Regions from separate parts of the Mus musculus genome. Here regions 1, 2 and 3 are each linked to region 4. The links are chromatin contacts, called in public HiChIP or PLAC-seq and promoter capture Hi-C maps. All regions are on one chromosome and are shown on one strand. Each heading gives the region's core, a stretch centred on a gene start, on an enhancer-like site or on the middle of the called end of the contact. The rest is flanking DNA. Distances are from core to core; before and after follow the strand shown.

What was found. Promoter capture Hi-C pulls out the DNA fragments that hold promoters and counts their contacts. HiChIP or PLAC-seq counts read pairs in DNA pulled down with a chosen protein or histone mark.
Region 1: a promoter capture Hi-C map of liver shows a contact between it and region 4, with 2.6 times the contacts expected there. The contact joins the enhancer-like site here to the promoter of Hkdc1 in region 4. A contact is called at or near these places in 5 of 39 promoter capture datasets (embryonic stem cells, liver and neural stem cells), 1 of 115 datasets of contacts at active chromatin or transcription factors (cardiomyocytes) and 1 of 9 other capture datasets (embryonic stem cells).
Region 2: an H3K27ac HiChIP or PLAC-seq map of embryonic stem cells shows a contact between it and region 4, with 3 times the contacts expected there. The contact joins the enhancer-like site here to the promoter of Hkdc1 in region 4. A contact is called at or near these places in 6 of 39 promoter capture datasets (the C10 cell line, cranial neural crest, hippocampal neurons and 2 more), 1 of 115 datasets of contacts at active chromatin or transcription factors (embryonic stem cells) and 1 of 9 other capture datasets (embryonic stem cells).
Region 3: a promoter capture Hi-C map of cranial neural crest shows a contact between it and region 4. The contact joins the promoter of Rufy2 here to the promoter of Hkdc1 in region 4.

Annotation. Positions count from the first base shown.
Region 1 is chr10:61,748,720-61,754,309 of GRCm38.p6, reverse strand. It overlaps Macroh2a2 (macroH2A.2 histone), which reads left to right. Exons shown (of 9, transcript NM_207000.2): 3 at 742-848; 4 at 2,436-2,633; 5 at 4,924-5,034. Among named protein-coding and RNA genes, the nearest start is that of Mir5108, 23 kb to the left of the region's middle. Within about 2 kb of position 4,104, at least 33 of the 459 cell types and tissues checked have an H3K27ac peak or open chromatin away from gene starts, as enhancers often do. A contact at or near this core is called in embryonic stem cells and liver, where this site is marked.
Region 2 is chr10:61,827,821-61,833,114 of GRCm38.p6, reverse strand. It overlaps Gm51765 (a long non-coding RNA gene), which reads right to left. Exons shown (of 3, transcript XR_003948879.1): 3 at 1-1,951. Among named protein-coding and RNA genes, the nearest start is that of Gm40674, 15 kb to the left of the region's middle. Within about 2 kb of position 3,999, at least 8 of the 459 cell types and tissues checked have an H3K27ac peak or open chromatin away from gene starts, as enhancers often do. A contact at or near this core is called in embryonic stem cells, where this site is marked.
Region 3 is chr10:62,977,541-62,982,527 of GRCm38.p6, reverse strand. It overlaps Rufy2 (RUN and FYVE domain-containing 2), which reads right to left and starts at 2,276. Exons shown (of 18, transcript NM_027425.4): 1 at 2,196-2,276. The coding sequence starts at 2,199.
Region 4 is chr10:62,421,087-62,426,224 of GRCm38.p6, reverse strand. Hkdc1 (hexokinase domain containing 1) reads left to right here and starts at 3,768. Exons shown (of 18, transcript NM_145419.1): 1 at 3,768-3,927. The coding sequence starts at 3,865. It overlaps Gm30322 (a long non-coding RNA gene), which reads right to left and starts at 3,719. Exons shown (of 3, transcript XR_380484.3): 1 at 3,654-3,719.

The sequences.
Region 1 (5,590 bases), core at 2,855-5,354, 670 kb after region 4:
AACAAAAGTAGCTCACACCTTTAATTCCAGCACCCAGGAGGCAGGGGCAGGAAGATCCCTGCAAGTTCAAGGCCATGCAAGACTGCATAGTGAGACCCTGATTTAGGCAGAGAGAGAGAGAGAGAGAGAGAGAGAGAGAGAGAGAGAGAGAGAGAGAGAGAGAGAGAGAGAGAGAGAGAGCCAAGAAGATGATGTATTGGTCACTGTGGCATGATCACCCCACCCCACATATACACACTAACAAATTTTTAGAGAAATAAAAAAAAAAAATTAAAAAAAAAAAAGAGCTAAAGATGGCCCAGTGGTTAGAACATGGGCCACTCATGCAGAGGACTTGGGTTTGATTCCTAGCGCCTACATGGCAGCTCACAGCCATCTCCAACTCCAGTTCCAAGGGACGGAGCAACCTTCTTCTGAACTCTGCAAGTCTTCAGGGAAAAAAGAATGGTATGAAATACCTGTTGTATCAAACCTGGGGCCTTTGGGCCACATACAGCTCTGGATGACTAAGATCACAGCCCAAAGCAGAAATGGCAAGCTTTAGGATGGGCAAGATGGCTCAGAGGTAAAGGCATTTGTAGCACACATCCGACAGGAGATCAGTCCCCAGAGCTCGTGTGGGAGGAGAGAACCAACTCCACAAACTTGTCTTCTGATCTCTCCGTGGATGAATGCACACACTCACATACACAGCAGTAATAATATAACTCGATTGTCTATTAACCCCTGCTTATATTCCAGCGGAAATCCTGGAGTTGGCTGGGAACGCTGCGAGGGACAACAAGAAGGCACGGATAGCCCCCAGACACATCCTGCTGGCCGTTGCCAACGACGAGGAACTCAACCAGGTAGGTCAGCACCCTGGGCTTGGGGAGAGGGCGGCGGGGGGAGGGGGTAGTGGGGTGGGGGGCACGGTTGCCAGGCATGCTCCTGGGTGGACCTAGCCACAGTCATACCAGTGATACTTCTCAGTCCCATCTGCGCGCGCGCGTGCGCGCACACACACACACACACACACACGCACACGCACGCACGCACGCACGCACGCATCTACGCACGCACATGCGCATGCTCGCTCATCAGGCCCAGGCCGAGAAGAGCAGATCTTTGCATTCAGAGACAAGACCAAATCTCCTCTAGAACAGACTCTGCCGTGCCTTCAAGAGTTGATCTCCTTATTAAAAACAATCCATCTCATGCATATAATTATTCCTGGCAGTTTCTTAACTCAAACCCTGTGGGTGATGTATTGAGGTATGACTAGGAGACTCCTTATCTATGCATTAGAACTGATGGGCTCCACAGTCAAGCGAATGTCTTCCTAGGCACAGTAGGCTGCTGCGGGGGTAAATGGTATGGGAATTTCTACCTATATTCATGTTCCGAACTCATTCTTCTCAAACTAAAGAATCTTCAAAGTGGCCAGGCGATCATAGAGTGATCGCTACCCCACCCCCACCCGCCTCCGCCAAAAAAATATGATAAAAATGGATTGCTACAAAGTCATGCAAAAGAATGCTGTAATAACTGTCTATTTGCTGTAGATGTTTTTAGACTCCCAAGGTGTCTGTGCTGCTCTGGTAACGGATGGACGGCTAGGGGGTGGAGGATAAAGTGTGGGTTCAGACCACCCTCTGATTTAGAATATGCAGAATATATGATTGTCCTCTGATTGTTCAAAATGCATCCATTGGGAGGTTCATGGCCAAGTGTAGATTCCTAATGGGACACAGGTTTGAGAGTGTGCGAGCGAGCCACTGGATCTCATTCTTTTTTTTTTTTTTTTTTTTAAGATTTATTTACCTATTCTATATATATGAGTACACTGTAGCTGTACCGATGGTTGTGAGCAATCATGTGGTTGCTGGGAATTTGAATTCAGGACCTCTGCTCATTCCATTCGGCCCCACTCGCCTCAGTCTAAAGATTTATTTATTATATATCTGAGTACACTGTAGCTGCCTTCAGACACACCAGAAGAGGGTGTCAGATCTCATGACAGATGGTTGTGATCCACCATGTGGTTGCTGGGATTTGAACTCAGGACCTTTGGAAGAGCAGTCAGTGCTCTTAACCACTGAGCCTGATCTCATTCTTGAGTTAACCTTTGAACCCAGGTTTAACCAGCTGTGCTTCCCATACGTGAAGCTCTCTGTTCTCCACTGTCATCTGAAAACTCCAGGGCCCCGGGCATCGTGCCAGTTTTGACTTCTCTGACCCTTTGATTCCTCTGTGTTTTGCTTTCTCTGCAAGACCACAAACAACCTCATGCCTGTTGAGAAACGCTTTGCAAGCGTAGGATGAGTGAGCCGGTAGCTCTGTGATAATCACTTTTTGTTAGCTGAGCAGAAGCCAGACTTAAGCCTTGTTTGGCCAGTGCTGAGACCGGAGATAGCCTGCGCAGGCCTGACCAGCTTTTTACATTCCTCTCTCAGCTACTGAAAGGAGTGACTATCGCCAGTGGGGGTGTCCTGCCGAGAATCCACCCCGAACTGCTGGCCAAGAAGCGAGGGACCAAAGGCAAGTCAGAGACGATCCTCTCCCCACCCCCAGAGAAAAGAGGAAGGAAGGCCGCATCAGGCAAGAAGGGGGGTAAGAAATCCAAGGCCACCAAGCCACGGACGTCCAAGAAGGTGAGCGGTGGAGCCTTTTGAGAGCCAGCTATTCCCATAGTAGGCACCCTGCTTCTTTCTGGAAACGTAACCCCCAAGGGATGTGATTAGGTGGGATCTTTGAGCAGTGGCGATATCGTGGGGACACTTCCTTCACATGCAAGGCTAGTGTCCGCCTTGGTTTCCCTATCCCCAACGCTGTAATAAAATACTTGAGGGAGAAGGAGTGTAGTTCAAGGATATAAACCATCATGGAGCAGGAAGTCAAAGTGGCAGGAGTTTGGAGCTAGGCATGGTGGCACACATCTTTAATTCAACCCCAGCACTCGGGAAGCAGAGGCAGGTGGATATCTGAGTTCAAGGCCAGCCTGGTCTACAGAGTGGGTTCCAAGACCCAGGGCTACACAGAGAAACCTTGTCTCGAAAACAAAAATTTTAACTAGAGGTATAGCTTAATGGTGGAACATCACCCAGCATGCAGGGGACTGGGGAGAGAGGTGCTAGGCCTTCTCCCAAGCGTTTCGAAAACAACGACGACAACAGTAATAATAATTCCATTGAAAGCTTGGCTCCTCAGATCCAGTAAGCAACCTTTCACATGCGCAGCAGCCCTGAGCAGCAGAGACACCAAACACTTCCATCACTGGCGGTTCAGAGAAACAACAGAGTGCTTAGATTGTCGCTCTGCCGATCTCCACCATAACAAAATAGCATACAAGAGTTCGTGCCACTGCCACTGGGCCCCAGGACAATCCTGGTGAGGAGGGAGGCCCAGCGTGAATGTAGCTTCTTGACCTAGCCGCTTGGCTTCGAATTCAGTGCTTCTCAAACATCCTAGTGCTGTGACCCTTTAATACAGACTCTCACCTTGTAGTGACCCCTTAACCATAAAATTATTTTCGTTGCTACTTCATAGCTGCGACTTTGCTACTGTTATGAATCACAGTGTAAATATCTGATGTGCAGGATAGCTGACTTGCAACTCTTATGTGAAGGGGTCATTTGACCCCAAAGAGGTCAAGACCCACAGGTTGAGAACCATTGGCTTAGGTGCTTATAAATCTTAGACACAAAAGACTACAGGGGCCTGTGGGCTCCCATAATCATTGTTATGATACCAGGTGTGGTTTGGTTTGGTTTGGTTTGGTTTGGTTTGGTTTGGTTTGGTTTGGTTTGGTTTCATTGTTTGAGACAGTAGCTCTTGTAGCCCAGGTTGGCCTCACTTGTCTATGTAGCCAAGGATGACCTTGGACTTCTGACCCTGCAGTGTCCACCTCCTGAGTTCCTGGATTAGTTGTATGCTATTGGGCCTCATTTATTGGTCAAACCCAGGGCTTCCTACGTGTGACTCTCTACCCACTGAGCTGTATCACCGTCCATATTGTGTTAGCCGTTTCTTTCCTGTTTACTGTTTCCCCGGCCTGGGGTATGGCTCAGAAGCACACGATTGGCTGACACCCTGAGTTCAACCCATAGACACCCTCCGATAGGGGGAGGGGTAGGCAAGGCACAATGATGGGTGTGTATGAATGTCAAACACACACACCCGGGGAAGTAGCCAGTGAGGCGGATCTCTGCGTGCTGCCTGGCCTCAGCCTGCATCAAGTGAGATAGATGTATCCCCATCTAGACAGCTGGGGACCACAAGGTCTCCAGGGAGCAGAGAGTGACAGGTTCCTTATTCATTTCTGATATTTAAAAAAAAAAAAAAAAAAAGCCGTGTGGTGGTAGCACACACCTTTAATCTCAGCACTTGGGAGGCAGAGACAGGCGGATTTCTGAGTTCGAGGCCAGCCTGGTCTACAAAGTGAGTTCCAGGACAGCCAGGACTATATGGGAGAAACCCTGTATTGAAAAAAAAAAAAAAACAAAAACAAAAACAAAAAAAAAAACCCTGAGACATGAAGAGGTGGCATGTATGTCCCCTCCAGGGCTATGAACTTTCTCCCAAACTTATCTAGAGAATCAGGAAGTTCCCGCTCCCTGGAACTGAAGGTTTCCAAACTGAAAACGTTTTCTTCCTGCACCATCAAAAAGATGGGAGAAGAAAGAAAGGGAGAGAGGGAGAGGAGGAGGGAGAGGAGAGGGAGAAGAGTAGAGTGGAAGGGAGCAGAGAGGGACCGGGAATGCAACTCAGTAGCAGAATACACTTGACAGCCACATTCACTGAGAACAGATCGTCCAGCGTCTGTCGCCTGACCACTTCCCTTTATACTCACGCTGTTAGTGGCCATGGAAAGACTGTCCCCCAATCCCAGGGTGGGAACCTCTCTGGACTGGTCCTCATCTTTCCCTCTGGTTTCACCCACAGTCTAAAGCAAAGGACAGCGATAAAGAAGGAACATCAAATTCCACCTCGGAGGATGGGCCGGGAGATGGCTTCACCATCTTGTCTTCGAAGAGCCTCGTTCTGGGGCAGAAGGTAATAACACAGACTGGGCTGCAGTAAGTGCCTCTGTATATGCCACTGCTCACAAAGCTGAGATGCCTCCTCCGTCCAGGTGTCATAAATATTTCTAGAGCAGGCTATTGGGTGCTGGTCAACGTTAGGTCAGCCTAAAGTCTGCCTAGAGGATCGGGACAATAGGACGGCATCCTGGTTCTGCTGGGGAATCCCCAAGCCCCAGCTATGTCTTCACCCACCAAGAAAAATCTATTGCTAACTGCCAGCCAGGCTTGAAGAGGCCTAGCTTCCATGATGAAATGTCATTTAACAGAGGCAGAGAATAGCAATATATGTTTCTTGAATATGACGGGTGCTAGGAATGAATTATTTGTCAATTATTCAGTCTGCCTTCCTTCCTTAGCTGCAGGGAGGGGAAAAAGATAAAAACCTAACAGGGTATATTCCAGCAATTTCTCAGCATCCTGCCAGACATGCAAATAATTCATTTCTATGAGCGTCAAATTCACCGAGCAGACAGATTGTCTACGGAGCCAACCCGGGGCTGAAATAAGACGCACAGGGAAGAAGTAGC
Region 2 (5,294 bases), core at 2,750-5,249, 590 kb after region 4:
ATGCACATGTGGTTGCAGTCGAAGAGAGAGGCAGAGAGGGCCCATTCCAGGCTGTGAGGAGCTACGTGGGAGCTGGGCCGGGGAGATCTCTGGGCCATTAAAAAAAAAATACCAATGATCAGCAAGTCTCCTTCTCAAATATTCCCTTCTCTATGCCTTCTCAAGGGCCAGAGTCCTTGGCTAGTGGCCAAGAAGTGAAGGCGGCCCCGAGCCATGGGGGAAAGCACCAAGCCTTGGAGGAGGCCCAAGATGGAAGATCTGTCCTTGCACGGAGTTTATCTGTGGAGGCCTTCCTAAAGGCCGGCTTTGAGGAGCTGATCGGAGTGTGGTGTGACCGCAGGAGAGCAAGTACCCCCTCCACACACAGGAGCTCGGCTAGACCACCTCGGGCCTCCAGACCCCACTTCCTGCAGAGGTTCCTGGTGCTCCCTGCAGCCAGGTGGGCTGGGGTGGCTCTGATTTCAAGGGCACCCAGATTCTCCTTTCCTGTAAGAACTTCTGGCGCCTTGAGCAACATGCCTACATGAGGGGCAGTTGGCAGCTTCCCGTCCTGACCCTGGGAACCGTCCCTAGGGGGCTGTGGCTTGAATCCTATCATCTTCCCCAGCTCTGTCAACTCTACGGGAGCTCGTTATATGTCTTTTGGAGCTGCCGCCATTAAGCCTGTTACTTCCTGGTTTCTCTCAAAAGTTACCAGAGATGAGAGTAACAAAGAGAAAGCATTGGCCTCAGGAAGGAAGCAGCAAGCCATTGCACTCATGAGCAATCACTGGGAAGCAGTGCTTGGCCTGGCCCTCAAGGCCAGTCACCTCACACACAGAACATCTGTGGAGCACGGTGCAATGCCCGAGCTGCTACTGAGCCAACACCAAAGGAGCAAGGCCACACTATTGATAGTGTTTCAAGACGGTCTGGAATAAACTCCATTCCTTTGGCAAAATTGTTAGAAGCAACGGACCACCTCCATTGGACAATCGTTTCCCCGTTTCACCGATGAGCACTGTCCAATCCGCGATGCTTTCCAGTGAAGGAGGGCAGCCATGCTACCTATGCTATGACAACAGATGTGGGAGTCACACTGACAATAACCCAAACACTAAACTCAGCCTCCAGTTCTGGGCACATCTCTTACTCACAGCTGCTATCAAAAGTGCCGGGCCCCAGGTGTCAAGGCAGCAGGTGGGACATTGAATAGGGGACAGAGGTTCCCTCACCTCTGACAGGGAGGTCAAGCTAGAATCTGCTCCCTAGGCATGGAGTAAAGATTACTGGAAGGCCATTCAGGGGCAACAGCACTCAAATGGAAAAGATCCCATCTGGAATAAATTACCATCTCAAAGCTTGCCCCAAGAAAACCATGATGGAGCCTCTGAGACAGAGGGGAGTTTTAACTTCGAACCTGAAACAGCATCTTTCTTTGATGCTTTTGAACACATGTAGGGGGTTCCCCCCCATACTCATAATGTCTGAACTTGAGGGGTGTGCCGCTCCGATCTTCATGTGGCAGCTTCCTTCTTCCCCCTTTTTCGGGGGATCCATTTGCCCAGTAAGGAACAGTGGCCCTTTTTCCACGACTAGGGCTACTGAAACCGCATGGATCCGACTTAGATTCCTTTTGGGGGTCAAGGGCACATGCGTGCAACTGGGCGTGGCAAAGGTTCCACGTAGTGGATCTAGACATGACATGGGGCTTAGTGGGTATGCTAGGATTGCCAAGGCCAGAATACCGGCTATCCAGCCCTCCCGCCATTCCCAGGGCATGTGAGAAGTGAATGCCTCCAATATCATTTGCAAATGGGCTTGAGGGTTATGGATGGCTTGCGGGATCCTAGACATTTGTACATAGTTGGATAGTCTCCACCACCTGCCATCAGACCTGGCTCAGCATCAGCACCAGTGGAAGAAGATAAACATCGTCTTGATCACCTTTTCTGCTGGGTCCCACGGCTCCCTGTGAAAAAGACTGTGAAACCATTTTAAAGGAGACATTTTACTTGCATTCCATTCATTCCAAAGACTGTTTTTGCGGAGGCAAAACAGTTTGCGTTTGCCAAAGTAAGCGTCCCGAAACTCCTCCAGCCAATGAGAATGTGCCCCCGCCCTAAGGTGTAGCCAATGAGAATTGCGCCTCGTAAGATACAGCCAATGAAAATGTGTTTCCCAAACACCCCCCCCACACACACACACACACACTCCTGATGTCTCTGTATTTGCCCTGGCCACAGCTTGCTATCTAGGGGACACTGGCCAAGAGCCTTAGAGTCTGAGTACCAACTTCAACATCTCACTTGCTACCTGTCTTCAAGTGACAAACGACTAGCTCTGGAAAAAAATTTGGAAGATGGAAAGAGCCGTACAGGGGGGTAGGGACAGGGATGGGCAGTAGATATTCGTGTTTAAAAGAAGAAGAAGAAAAAAAAAAACAGGGGGGGGTGTTGGTTAATCTTCAAGGAAGGGTCATTAAATTTCCTGGTGAAACTGGACTCAAAAGGGGTTTTCCTCACGCGTGCAAAGAAGCACGAGGGAGGAGTCACTTGGATGCTAAGTAACCCGCTCCCCAGCCCGGGAAGTTGCTTTCTAAAATCAAATTCCAAAAACGTCCATAGGGTTCCTTTTCTTGAAAGAGAAAAGCAAACAACTTACAAAAATAATACCTCTTGCTTTAAAATTCTAGTTACCCAGTTAAATAAGGTTTTTCTCTTTCCCTGGCTACCCCAAAGCCACCCTCACCCACCCCCACCCCCAGGCTGTTTCGTGGTGAGAACGGGAATGCTGGTTCCTGCGCCCCAGCATCCTTCCTCCTTTCAGCTGCCCATCTGTGTCCTCCTTATACATCTGGGGACATTCTCCGTATGGGCACCCTCATGTCTTAAGCCTGAAAAAAAACCATCCCAGAGTGTCTGTAGGTCAGGTTCCACCCCCCATGTCTTGCACTGCATTTCGATGAATAAGGGTTGGTTATATTTTCTAAACACCAGAAATTAATTTTCAGAATGGTGCCAAGCTGTCCAAGACGCTGTAGGTTGGACCCTGATGAAGTTATTTGTGATTTTTGTTTTTCTTGTGGACCCGCCCACGCTGCAGGTCTCTTGTGTCAATGAAAAGGCCATTTGCTTGAATCCAGTTTCCTGGCACCTTCTGTGTGTCTGTCTGTGATGTCTGTGTGGACACTCAAGCAAAATAATCTTTTCATTTGTGCTTTGAATGGTTTCTCCTCTGATCTTCCGTTTTCATCCGCTAAACCTTACCTTGGAGGCCACTTGCACCTCTTCATCGATGGCATCCCAGAGCCTGCACAGCTGGTGCCTGCAGAACTGTGTGGAAACCCCACCCCACCCCAAAGTGCTTTACCACAAAAAGAGTTCACTTGCCAACACCCAGAACCCCTCCTGGCTGACAGGTACCTGGACACCACAGTTGGCTTTGACATCCATGCAGAGAGCTCTGTGGCTTGCTTCTTGTTTGGAGGAAATGGATAGTCAGAGAGCTGGGAGGGTTTGTACCTTCCTGTGCTGTTCTGGGTCTTCACCAACTGGTTTCAAAAACCCTCAGCAGTCCTGTCCCGGATATGACACTCTCCAAAGAAAATGGCCCCCCAGGCCCGCAGTTCAGATGGTCCCTTCACCCTTGCTCTCTCTACCTCTGCCCCTGCTCCCATCAGCCCCTGGTGGTTTCTTGTCTCATCCTAGCACTCTCCACCACCATCCCCCCACCGCCTTTTCATTTTCCAATTCTCTCCCCCACCCTCCACCCCCACCCCTCCCAGATCACTTGGCCCTATCTCCTGCCTCCATCCCCATCACTTTGGGCCTCTACCCCCATTCTCCTCCCCAACCACCCACCCACCCCCGCAGCTCTGCAAGGTTCCACTTCAGAGGAAGAAGATACACTGAAAGTTGTCTTGACCTTGACCCCCCCCCCCCAGCTCTATTGTTCTCTGTTCCCACCAGAGAGAAACCTAATACTTGTGTTTGCTTTCCCTTGGGTCTCCATTCTAAGTCTGATCTATTGTGATTAGGGAAGAGGCGCTCCACCTTGTCATTGTTTTGGCCTCGTGATTAAAAGCAGAGCCAGGAATCTTCCTGTTGGTTTTTAATTTAGTTGTCCCCGAAACAGACTCCAGGTCTGTGACACTATCTCCATAAAGAAGAGTGGCCAACTTCAGAGCTTAAATGAAAAAGGAGCACCGGATGTAAGATTCAGGAACTTTTCTTTGATTTCCTTCATATTTGTCCTTGTATCTGCAAGTTTTGCTCTTCATAACCTCGCAATCACGCGGGCCTTCAGATTTAAAGCCTAACTCCGCTCAGGCCAGCGCTGATGGTCACCCGCTTGCCCACCAAAGCATGATGGAGGACTGTGAACAAAGGCCGATTGAGTATCCCCCATGCTGGAAAAGCCTCACAGAATGCTTCCAGATGTGTCTTTGTTTTTCTTTGGGAATGCACCTAGTTTCCCTCCGGTGTATGGGCTGCTGGGATCTGGGACTGCATCTCTAATAGAGAAGACCAAAGGAATAATGATTCTTTTACTTTAAAACCAGCTCTTTGGTTTACGACTTGGCCAAAAACAAGCAAGCAAGCCCTTTGGCCGTCGAGTCCCCCTACGTTCCCGGTGTTTCTCATGAACTACTGGGATTCTGCAGTCCCTGGCTTCACCGCGGTTAGTGCTCAACGTCAACGCATGCGCTCTACAGTGAAAATGGTCTATCAGCGATTTGATGAAGTTGTTGACATACTCATTTGTGCTTTCTGGGCCAAGCAGACGTGTTGGCATCGGTCCCTGTGGGTCTATCCATGGGTGACATCTCTGGGAATATGGCTGGATTCAGACCGGGTTATGAAGCAGGTGTCACCTGAGCCCTTGCCCAGGAGCAATACTGACTACAAAAGCTGCTGGCTGGTAACTTAGAGCCCGCTGGCTTTTGTTAGCATCCAATGGCCCCGGGCTCAAACACACCCTTGTGATACTGAAACTGTGGGCCCTCCCAGGCTGAGGTCCTGTGTCTCTCACCGTGGCTTTTCTCCACCAACTCGGGTCTACAAGCCCGCGTGACTGGACTAGAGCTCACCAGGCACAAAGTCGCCTCTAGCTACCACTGGAAAAAGACATTTCGTAATTCCATGTGTCTAAGAGCTTGAGTTCTAAGAAAGACGAGGTGCCCCACCGCCTAATTCAGGGAGATAGCGGAAATGCCATCCCACCAGGCAAACAGCTTCTAGAGAAAACTGATGGTTTCCAATAACCCCCCTGTAAACTGCGCACCCACCACCCAGCGCCATGGGCGCGTCCTT
Region 3 (4,987 bases), core at 1,027-3,526, 560 kb before region 4:
CTCTTTCTTCTCTCTCACAAGCCACAGCAAAGCACCATCCACGCCCACTGTGGCCATGCTTATGAACTATCCTCAAGACTCCACACAGAGAATAATAAGCTTTATTTTCTGGCTGGTGAGATTGCTTAGAGAGGATGTGCGGGACGGACCACTTGAGCTCCATCCAGAACCCACAAGCCGGAGAGAATGTCTCTGACCGTCATTTATCAGGCACAGCACATTTGTGTCTACCTACTGCGTGCTCGAGCACACACACGCACGCACACAATCACTAGCCACGGCCCACTGTGCCTACCTACTACACACATCTTAAGGTAAAATGGCTTTCAGTAAAGATAAGCTTGCAAGTACAAGCCACATGTTTGAGGATTTTGCAAATGGTGGGTAGCAGGCATGGTCTAGGTCTAATGATTTCCAAGCAAGAATAAGAGGCTAAAGAAATGGCTCAGTCATTAAGAGCATTTGCTGTTCTTCCAAAAAGCCAAAATTTGGTTCCCAGCATCCACTAAGATGGTTCACACCTACTTGTAACTCTAGCACCAGGTGGCCAAATGCCCTCTTTTGACCTCTGAGGTCAACACACACACACACACATACACACCTTTATTTCAAAATCAGGCAGTGGTGGCTTGCATCTTTAATCCTAGCACTTGAGTTAGAGGCTAGTCTAGTCTACAGAGTGAGGACAGCCAGGCCCACATATTAAAACTGTCTCAAAAAAAAAAAAAATCAAAATACACTAGCAACAAAATAAAAGGTAAAGTTATCAGATTCCAGAATCTCCCAGAACAAACATCACAGGGAAAACAACAACAACAGAAAAAAAAAAAAAAAATCAAAATATTTTGACAAACCCAAGGTAGTCTTCTGTGCCTTTGACCTAAGCAACTAGGAGATTGGTTCCAGGCCGGCCAGGGTTACACAGTAAGACCCTGTCTCGAAAAAAACACAACTCCCAGGTCAAAAGAAAAGAAAAAAAAAAAAAAAAAGGAAAGAAAAAAATTCTAGTACGGGCTGGAAAGAGGTTAATTCCCCATACCTGTGGTAAGCGCTTAACTCCAACTCCAGGGAGACCCGACGCCTCTGGAGGCCCCTACACTCAGGTACACACTCATTAAAAATAAAAATAATTTTTTTTAAACCAGCTGTTCCCCCAACACTCTAAACACTGCCGAGTGGCACAAATATTTTTCTGCGAAGATAGCAAAAGAGATGTGAAAACCAAACCTAACATTTATTAATCTCCAGAGAACTCTGCCATGTAGCTGTTTCTGTAGTCCCAGCGTCTGTGATTCTTGGGTCCAGCCTGGTCTAAACAGAGTGTTCTGAGGCAGCCAATGCTATATAGAGAGACCTGTCTCAAAAACAACCTTCAAGTAAATGACAAACCCAGGTGGTCAGTGCGTTCACAATTTAGTGGCCCACTCAAAACAAAACAAAACAGCTGGGCGTGGTGCGACACACTTTAATTCCAGAATTTGGGAGGCAGAGGCAGGAGGGAATCTCTGAGTTCGAGTCCAGCCTGGTCTACATAGCTAGCTCCTGGACAGCCAGGACTATGCAGTGAGAACCCGTTTCGAATAACAAAACAAGAGTCCCCTTGCTCTGGCACTTGGCTATGGTTTGCATCCCAGCTCTCTTAGGCTGACTTCCTCCGCAATCTGAAACAGCCCGGCTGGGTGATGAAGGATATGGCCACATCTTTTCCTCCACTCTCCGTCGAGGTGTGATTCCCTCCGTCCACCCCCGCTCCCGAAGTGAAACCACCTGACGTTTAATAATCGGCAGAATTCTCTTTTTAAGAGTGTTCATCACAACCTGTAACCTGCACCGGAGGAGCCTAGGACAGCGGCTGTGCAGCAGCGACCGCAGGTGGGGCTCCTCGGCAGTCCCTAGAGGCGGCCCCGCTCCCTCTGCGCCCCCAGCCTGCAAGGGGGCCCCGCGGAGCGCGCTCCTGGCACTACACCGCTCCCCTCCCCAGCCTTCCGCCCTGCATCCGCGTGACTGGGAAGCCATCCCTGTCCCTGGACGCCCTGGTCCCCGCCCGTCCGCCGACCCCAGCCGCCAGGCCCCAGGGCGGGCGGGGCGCAGGGATGCGGGCGGGCGGACGTTGCCATGGAGACCCCGGGAGCCCCCGGTTCCCGGGTGACTGCGTGACCCAAGCGAAGGATGGTGACCCCGGCTGCTGCCCTTACCCATGGCGGCGGTGCGTGCGGGACACGGGCTCGCGGAGCGGGTCAGCAGCTCCCCGCAGGCGCGCGGCGGCCACCGCGTCTGGCCCGGCTCGGCGCTGCCACAGCGCCCCTGGCGGCGGGAGGACGCCACGGCCGCGTGAAGCTGGTCCCCGCCGATCACCCCCACCCCCACCCCAACCCCCATTTGACCAACCCTGACAGCGTCAGAGAAAGAGGCGTGACGGGGACCTGGGGCACAGCGCCAAGGGAGGATGTAGATGCGGGCCTCAAGCTACCTGTCAAGGTTTCATCCTTGCAGGCTGGATGGGTTTAAGGAACACACCGGCCGACTCGGAGCTAGCCGACAGATTTTAGAAAACCTCACACAATTAGCAGAGCCGGCGGCTTGTAATGCCAGCATTTGAGAGATGGGAGTTAGATGGATCCGTAGTTGAAGACCAGGCTCACTTACATAATGGATTTGAAGCTCGCCTAGTCTCAAAGGAAGACACTAAATCCAGCTGCTAACCCCAGCACTCAACAGGAGTGGACGCAGGAGGACTGCTAGGACCTTGAGGTTACTCTGAGCTACCTAACAAGTGCCAGGTCGTCTAAGGATAGCTACAAAACCCCTGTTGCATGTAACAAAATGTGATACTTTGTAAGTGGGTATGGTGGACCTAGAAAATACCAACTCTTAGGAGTTGGAGGAAAGACACAAGACCCCAGTTCCATGTAACAAAATGTGATACTTTGTAAGCGGGTATGGTGGACCTAGAAAATACCAACTCTTAGGAGTTGGAGGAAAGACCTAGAGTGTTTGTTGCTTAAAAAAAAAAAAAAAATCCTTTCCTTAGTGAGGTGTAAACAACGTCTACCAAATGCTTCCAAAATTCTGAGGACACACCAAAAATGATTAACACCGTTCCCGCTGAAGAAGCAGTGAGTTATGGGGGATACTGGGGAGGACTTCGAAATCCCTCTAGGAATGATGACTCCTTCCTGGCTGCAGATAGTCACCCCTCCACTAGCCCCTCCCTTCCTATATGTTAGTTCCTCCCTAAGGCCATTTGCAGTTAGGGTAGAATTGCATACAACAGCTTGCAAGAGAAAGACTGGTTGTTCCTGTGAAGGTCCCATGACCCTCCCTCCCTGCCCTCCTATGAGGGAATTCAAGTCAACTTGCCCAGCTGTGATCTTTTGCAAGCAGATGTAGGCCAGTTTGCTGAAAACAGTGGTAGTTTTGACTCAGTCCTGTACAACACAGTTCAAGATCATTCTCCCAGACATTCGAGATTTCAAGGCCAGCCTGGGTTATACAGGGCTGTCTTTTAAAAAATGCACAGGCACACACACACACATGAATGCTTCCTCCTGCCTTTCAACTTGCCATAGATAAAACTTGCAACAGGCACCTGGGTGTGCTGCCTGTCATATACCTATAACCCCGGGATCCACCCTTCAGGCAAAAGCAAGCAGATCTTGATTCCGGAGCTAATAAACCCATCTCAAAAACTTAAACCACCAAAAGTGGGTAGACAGATGCAAGTCACAATGTTAACTCAACACTCTGGTTTAGAATGTTAAGAGATAGTTGCCTGAATCCAGCTGTCTCGGGACCAACGTCCATTCTGCTGGCAGAGTCAAAACTGAGTTCATGGTCCCAGGCCCCAGACCCAACACTTATTCTGCTTCTTCAGGGGTTTCATGTTTGTCTGTTATCCAGTAAAGGGGGGGTTGCCTTATCTAAAACAAGGCATGCAAGCATTGCTGGGGGTGAACTACCTGACTGCATGCAGCTTGCCCACTCCTTTGTTCCCTTATCATTCTGAATTCCAGACCAGAGTCCAGGGGGAGACCTGACTGCAAATCTGAATCAAGGACCTTGAAACCAGGTGACCCTGATAAGGCCCAGTCACCAATGTTTTAAGTCCTTGCTCAACCCCCTTGTGTTAAAATATGCTGGACAATGCTATGGCCCGGCCCATGCTTTGGGGTTCCATCCTTAAAGATGCTGTACAATTTCTCTTCTGGATCATAGTGAACTCCGAAGTCTGTTCTGTGTCTGTGAGCAATCAGTAGTGGCCTGAGCACTATAAAAACTTGTCATCTGCTAAGATGAACGTTCAAAGGCACAGTCTCCCGAGTCTGTGCTATAGTCTCTGGCCGGCCAGATTTTGCTGCCTAATTCAAATAAAGATCATGCTTTGCTGGGCTCTTGTGTTTCACTTAGGGTTTCATCGCTGCGAAGAGACACCAGGACCAAGCCAGCTTTTCTACAGGCAAGCATTCAGTTGGTGCTGGCTTGGTTTCAGAGGCTCAGTCCAGGATCACAAGAAGCATGGCAACATGCGAGCAGATGTGTTATTGGAGAAGGAGCCAAGAAGTCTACTTTTTGATCCAAAGCAGCCAGGAGACTCTTCCACAGTGGGCGGAGCTTAAGCAAAGCACCTCAAATCCCACCCCCACAGTGACAAACTTCCTCCACTGCCACACCTCCTAATAGCACCACTTCCCATGAGCCAAGCATGTTCAAACCACCTCAGGTTGCTTTGGTTTTCTCTTGTACCCCAACAATGATGCATTAGATGCAATGGTGTCCAGCACGTCTAACAAATGTCGAGGAAGCATCTTTTTTCCCTAAGAGGTTTGCTGTTTTGTGTGTATGTGCTTACACCTGTGCGTTCTTACCTGAGAGAATGAATTCTGCTTTTAGATGCCCTTTTCTGGTTTTGACAGGTCTTGGGTAGCCCAGGTCAGCCTCCAATTTATATAAGTAGTGGGAAAGTTTTCTTTAATGTGAGATTGTCATA
Region 4 (5,138 bases), core at 2,519-5,018:
ATGGTCTCTGTAGCCCTGGCTGGCTGGAATTGGCTGTATAGACCAATCTGGCCTCAACTCTTAGATAGCCACCTGCCTCTGCCTTTTGAGTGCTAGGACTAAAGTCATGTACCACCCTACCCAGCCAAGTAGCATAATTTTGACAGCATTCCTAACTACCTATAATCCTGTAAATGGAACAGGTACCTTCTCATGGTTTATAGTTGTTTTACTGAATGAATGAAAAAGGCTACACTCATTTTCTCTTTCCCGGGGACCAAATGGGAGGAGATTAAGTAGGAATTTTAGGAGGGGTTTCTACCTTGGGAAGAGTTCAATAGGTGATGATTTTAGTGTGCCCAAGTGAAGTCCACTGTCCTGTGTGTGTGCTCATTGTCAGGGCAACCAGCAGGGTGGTAGTGAATCTTGGCCTTTCACCTTGAGGGAAGGGAGAGCCAAAGGGAGAACCTGGGGCCTATGTGCTTTCCACTGCTCTCTGGGGCTGGGGCTGCATTTCCAGACAAAACCAGATTTTCCTGTGCTCTGGTGCCAGACGGCCTGTGTTGGAATTTCTGATCCACCAAATACCAGTGGGGCTCTGCCCCTCCGTCTGTCAAGTGGAGAGTGTGGTCATTGCTGTGGGAATTAAACACAGCAAAGCACCTCGTAAGCGCCACATGCGTTCTAAGTAAATAGGAAGGTTTAGTGGGCTGTCTGGCCCTCCTGCCTGGCTCCCTGCCAGGCTCAGTACCTAAAGGAGAGCACATGCTGCTTTGGGCTTAGATGAGGCCTTAATGGATCAAAGCAGAACTCTGGAAGGGGTGTGTGTGTGTGTGTGTGTGTGTGTGTGTGTGTGTGTGTGTGTGTGTGTGTGTGTGTGTGTGTAGAGAGCTGCTCTTCCTGAGTTGGTTGAGGTCCTAGGTCAAGTGAGCGATCCGTATTACCTATTACAACAGTGGTAATACTCAGTGTGTCCTTAAGCAAAGTCCATGACTTCACACCCAGATATTCTGGGCTAGCTACTATAAAATGGTCTGTCCCGATACTCTGGATGCACATGACCTTTAATAGTCATTAAGCCTCAGGTTACTTAGCTAACTCACACCTGAAGGGGACATGCTCTCCTGTGCTTAGACAACACACAGTACTCCCTATAACACGAACAGCCTTTGCTGTCCTTTGCCTCAGTGAAATCTCATAGGCTGCCTGCCTGCCTGCCTCACTCCCAGGCTACTGGAGACTGTAGAAGTCTTTGATTTTGGTTGCTTTCCTTCTGCCCACTCCTTGTCATAATCTCATATCCCAGCCTGGAGTGGATGGCCTTGTTGGCACCCAGGCGTTTGGGAGGTAATTGAGGTAACAGTATGGTTCTTGGACAGGCAGGCTGCCCAGGATGTTGTCTGAGACCACCCCGAGTAGCAGCAGTTCTACATTTCTGGAACTGAAGGTTAACCTTTTGTTTGCTTGTGCGATAAGCAAAGGAGATAAAAGTCATAGCCTGGGAGTAAACAGATGGAAAGGGTCGAGGTTTCCCCATCAGGGAGGCTGTTATGTCAGTCTGGGTAAAGTATGTAATCATTTCATGAAGACTGGCCTAAGGCAGACTTCCGGTGCGTTGAAAAGAGGCAGCCGTGAAAGGCCCCAAGCAGGCAGCGGTCAGTCATTGCTGTCACTGGGAAGAGTGTGCAGAAGAGCAGGCAGAGTTGAGGATATAAGCTGACCAGAATGACACAGCTTATCCAGAGGCCACCTGGTCAGTGGAAGCCAAGAGACACTGGGTGCCCGTAGCCATCTAGTTGGCTGATTTGTTTTGTTTTGTTTTTTCGAAACAGGGTTTCTCTGTATATCCCTGGCTGTTCTGGAACTCACTTTATAGACCAAACTGGCCTCGAACTCAGAAATCTGCCTGCCTCTGCCTCCCAAGTGCTGGGATTAAAGGCATGTGCCACCATGCCCGGCTAGTCGACTGAATTTTACAGTGTGTTTTCTTAGTGTTTGGAAGAGTGGAGTCAGGACTTTGTTTTTCAGGAAACCCCTTTCCCTGTTGGGGAGGGTCTACTGAAATGCTGTCTGTGCTTAACTTTCCAGCTTTGCTGAAACTTCAACCTCGCAGAGTCTTAGTAGTTACCAGATGAGCACTGGGTGGAAGGTGCGTTGGAGAGTTGGCCTTGAGTACTGGTCATGAGCTGGGCTCTGGAATCACATTTCTGGGGTTGCTTCCTGGCTGAAGCATTCACAACCGTGATTTTGAGGAAGACACTAAGCACTTCAGGGCCAGCTTCCTGATCTATAAGATGGGATGAATAAAGTCCCCATCCATGGCAGCGGCTGCTAATGACTTCACACCCAGACATTCTGGGCTAGCTGCTACAAAATGGTCTGTCTAGATACTCTGGATGCACATGACCTTTAATAGTCATTAAGCCTCAGGTTACTTAGCTAACTCACACCTGAAGGGGACATGCTCTCCTGTGCTTAGACAACACACAGTACGCCTTATAACACGAACAGCCTTTGCTGTCCTTTGCCTCAGTGAAATCCCATAGGCTGCCTGCCTGCCTGCCTCACTCCCAGGCTACTGGACACTGTAGAAGTCTTTGATTTTGGTTGTTTTCCTTCTGCCCACTCCTTGTCATAATCTCATATCCCATCCTGGAGTGGATGGCCTTGCTGGCCATCACTGAATTCACTAACCAGCCAGTGGCTGGGAGGACTGCAAAAGGTTGTGTTCCCATGTGGCAGATCCTTCTCATACCACGCATGGTGAGAGCAGAGGGCAAGAAACCAGGTGTCTCAATGGTAGTACATCCTTCCTGCGCAGCACTCCAGCAGGGCCTGGTGGCTTCCATTCTTAATGCCCCCACCTCCCAACACACACACACACACACACACACACACACACACAGAGAGAGAGAGAGAGAGAGAGCAGCCCCAAGCTACTAAAGGCTGTCTGGCTTACCACTGTGGAGTATTGATTACTTCTCATTAGCTTATCTGCCACAGTAGAGGAATTGTCTCAGCATTTTTTTTTTTTTTTGAATCTGCAGGACCAGGACACTGCTTAGCCTTAGTTAAGATGGTGCCTCAGAAGCCAGGCAGCAGTGGCACACAGCTTTAATCCCAGTACTCGGGAGGCAGAGGCAGGTGGATCTCTGAGTTCGAGGCCAGCCTGGTCCACAGCCAGAGCAGCCAGTTTTACACAGTACTCCTTATAACACGAACTCCCTCTCAACAGCAAAAGGAATTAAGGCACTGGGGCAGGGGTGGGGAGGGCAGCTCTAGAGTGCTTACCTAGCTTCTATGACGTCCTGGGTTCAAGCCCCAGCAGGAAAGGAAAAAGTATTTAAGAGACTTTATTGGAAAAGATACAGGGAGCCAATACCAGTGAAACCCATCTGGAAACAAAAAACAAAACCAAAGACGCTGCCTAGGATACCAGGAGTCTACAGTCCTGTTGCCTCGCTGAGAAGAGGAATTCTGGAACTGGGATTTAGTTCATAAATTGGCTCTGTTTTGCTCCCCCCACCCCACCCCCAACTTCTCACAAGCTTTTCCTTAGCTGAGTGGTCTTAGAGCACAGGCCTTAGTGTGTCACTTAGCAACAAGATTTTCTCGATGCTCAGTTCTCAAATAGTCAAGTGAGCCATCAATCCCCAGCCTTCCCCTCTGCTTACCTTCAGCTCCCACCAGAGCCTCCTGTTAGACAATCGAGTGTGTGGCGGAGGGAGGGACCAAAGACGGGCGAAGTTTAATCATTGAACCGAGCAGCTGGAAGTATTTAGCCCAAGCACCCACCTCCCCGCCCAAACTAGAGGCGTGCAGCACTCCGCAGACAGAGAGTGTACTGAAGACTCGGCGCTCTCGGGAACAACCGCACTTGGGAACATGTTTGCAGTACACTTGGTGGCGTTTTACTTCACCAAGCTGAAGGAGGACCAGATCAAGAAGGTAAGGACTCTGAAGCTGAGGTGTCTGGCCCAGTCTACGCTGACAGACCCAACAGACTCCCTCTCAACAGCAAAAGGAATTAAGGCACTGGGGCAGGGGTGGGGAGGGCAGCTCTAGAGTGCTTACCTAGCTTCTATAACGTCCTGGGTTCAAGCCCCAGCAGGAAAGGAAAAAGTATTTAAGAGACTTTATTGGAAAAGATACAGGGAGCCAATACCAGTGAATGTCTCAGGGAGGAAGAGGTAGTAAGTGTCCCACATTGCTCATTGTCCCTCGTCCCGGCTTTCAGTCAGAGCCTCTTGGCAAATATGGGAAATTGGAAGTCTTCAAAAAGTTCTAGGAACTTTGTGCCCAATTCAGGGCCATTTAGGGGCAAGGCCACGACGAAGGTGAGTCGTTTATAAAGAAAGAGATCTTTTTGTTTGTTTGTTTGGTTGGTTTTTCGAGACAGGGTTTCTTTGTATAGCCCTGGCTGTCCTGGAACTCACTTTGTAGACCAGGGTGGCCTCGAACTCAGAAATCTGCCTGCTTCTGCCTCCCAAGTGCTAAGATTAAAGGCGTGTGCCACCACGCCCGGCTAGAAAGAGAACTTTTAAAAGTGCATCCGATTATTCATGTGTTTGAAATCAAATGGAAATAAAGGCACCAAGAGAAAACCTGGGGTTTATTTTATGATTTTGACACAGGGTCTTATATGGCCCACTCTGGTCTGAGACTACAATCTCAGTCTCCCAAGTGCCTGGAATTACAACCTACTCGGCATGGCTGGCATGTACATTTTAACACAGTTGTAATTTTCAGCATGTCCTATTGTCCTATTAATAGGTCAGAGTTTTTTGGCTACTTTGCCCCAGCTACAAAATCAAGATGGGCTCTAGTTGACTGATGAGACCAGGATTATCTCCTGGCAGCTAAAATGAGTGCAGCCTGTGTCCCTGGTCACACTCACTGGCTGCTGACAGCTGCAAGGAGGAGGATGTAGCATCTCCATTGACAACAGGAGTCCTCTGGGCAACCAGACTCTGCCAAGGTCACCCGGGCACTAACAGTACACTGAAACTGGCAGATGCCTCCTCTAGCCTTCTAAATGCTTTTCAAACTTTGAAAGAAGAAGTATGGCCCCCTTGTAGCCCCTTCTTTGCTAGTGGGTAAACGCCGCCTGTCTGCAGTCCATGAGAGCCAGGGCAAGCCGGAGAGTAGAAACCCATTTG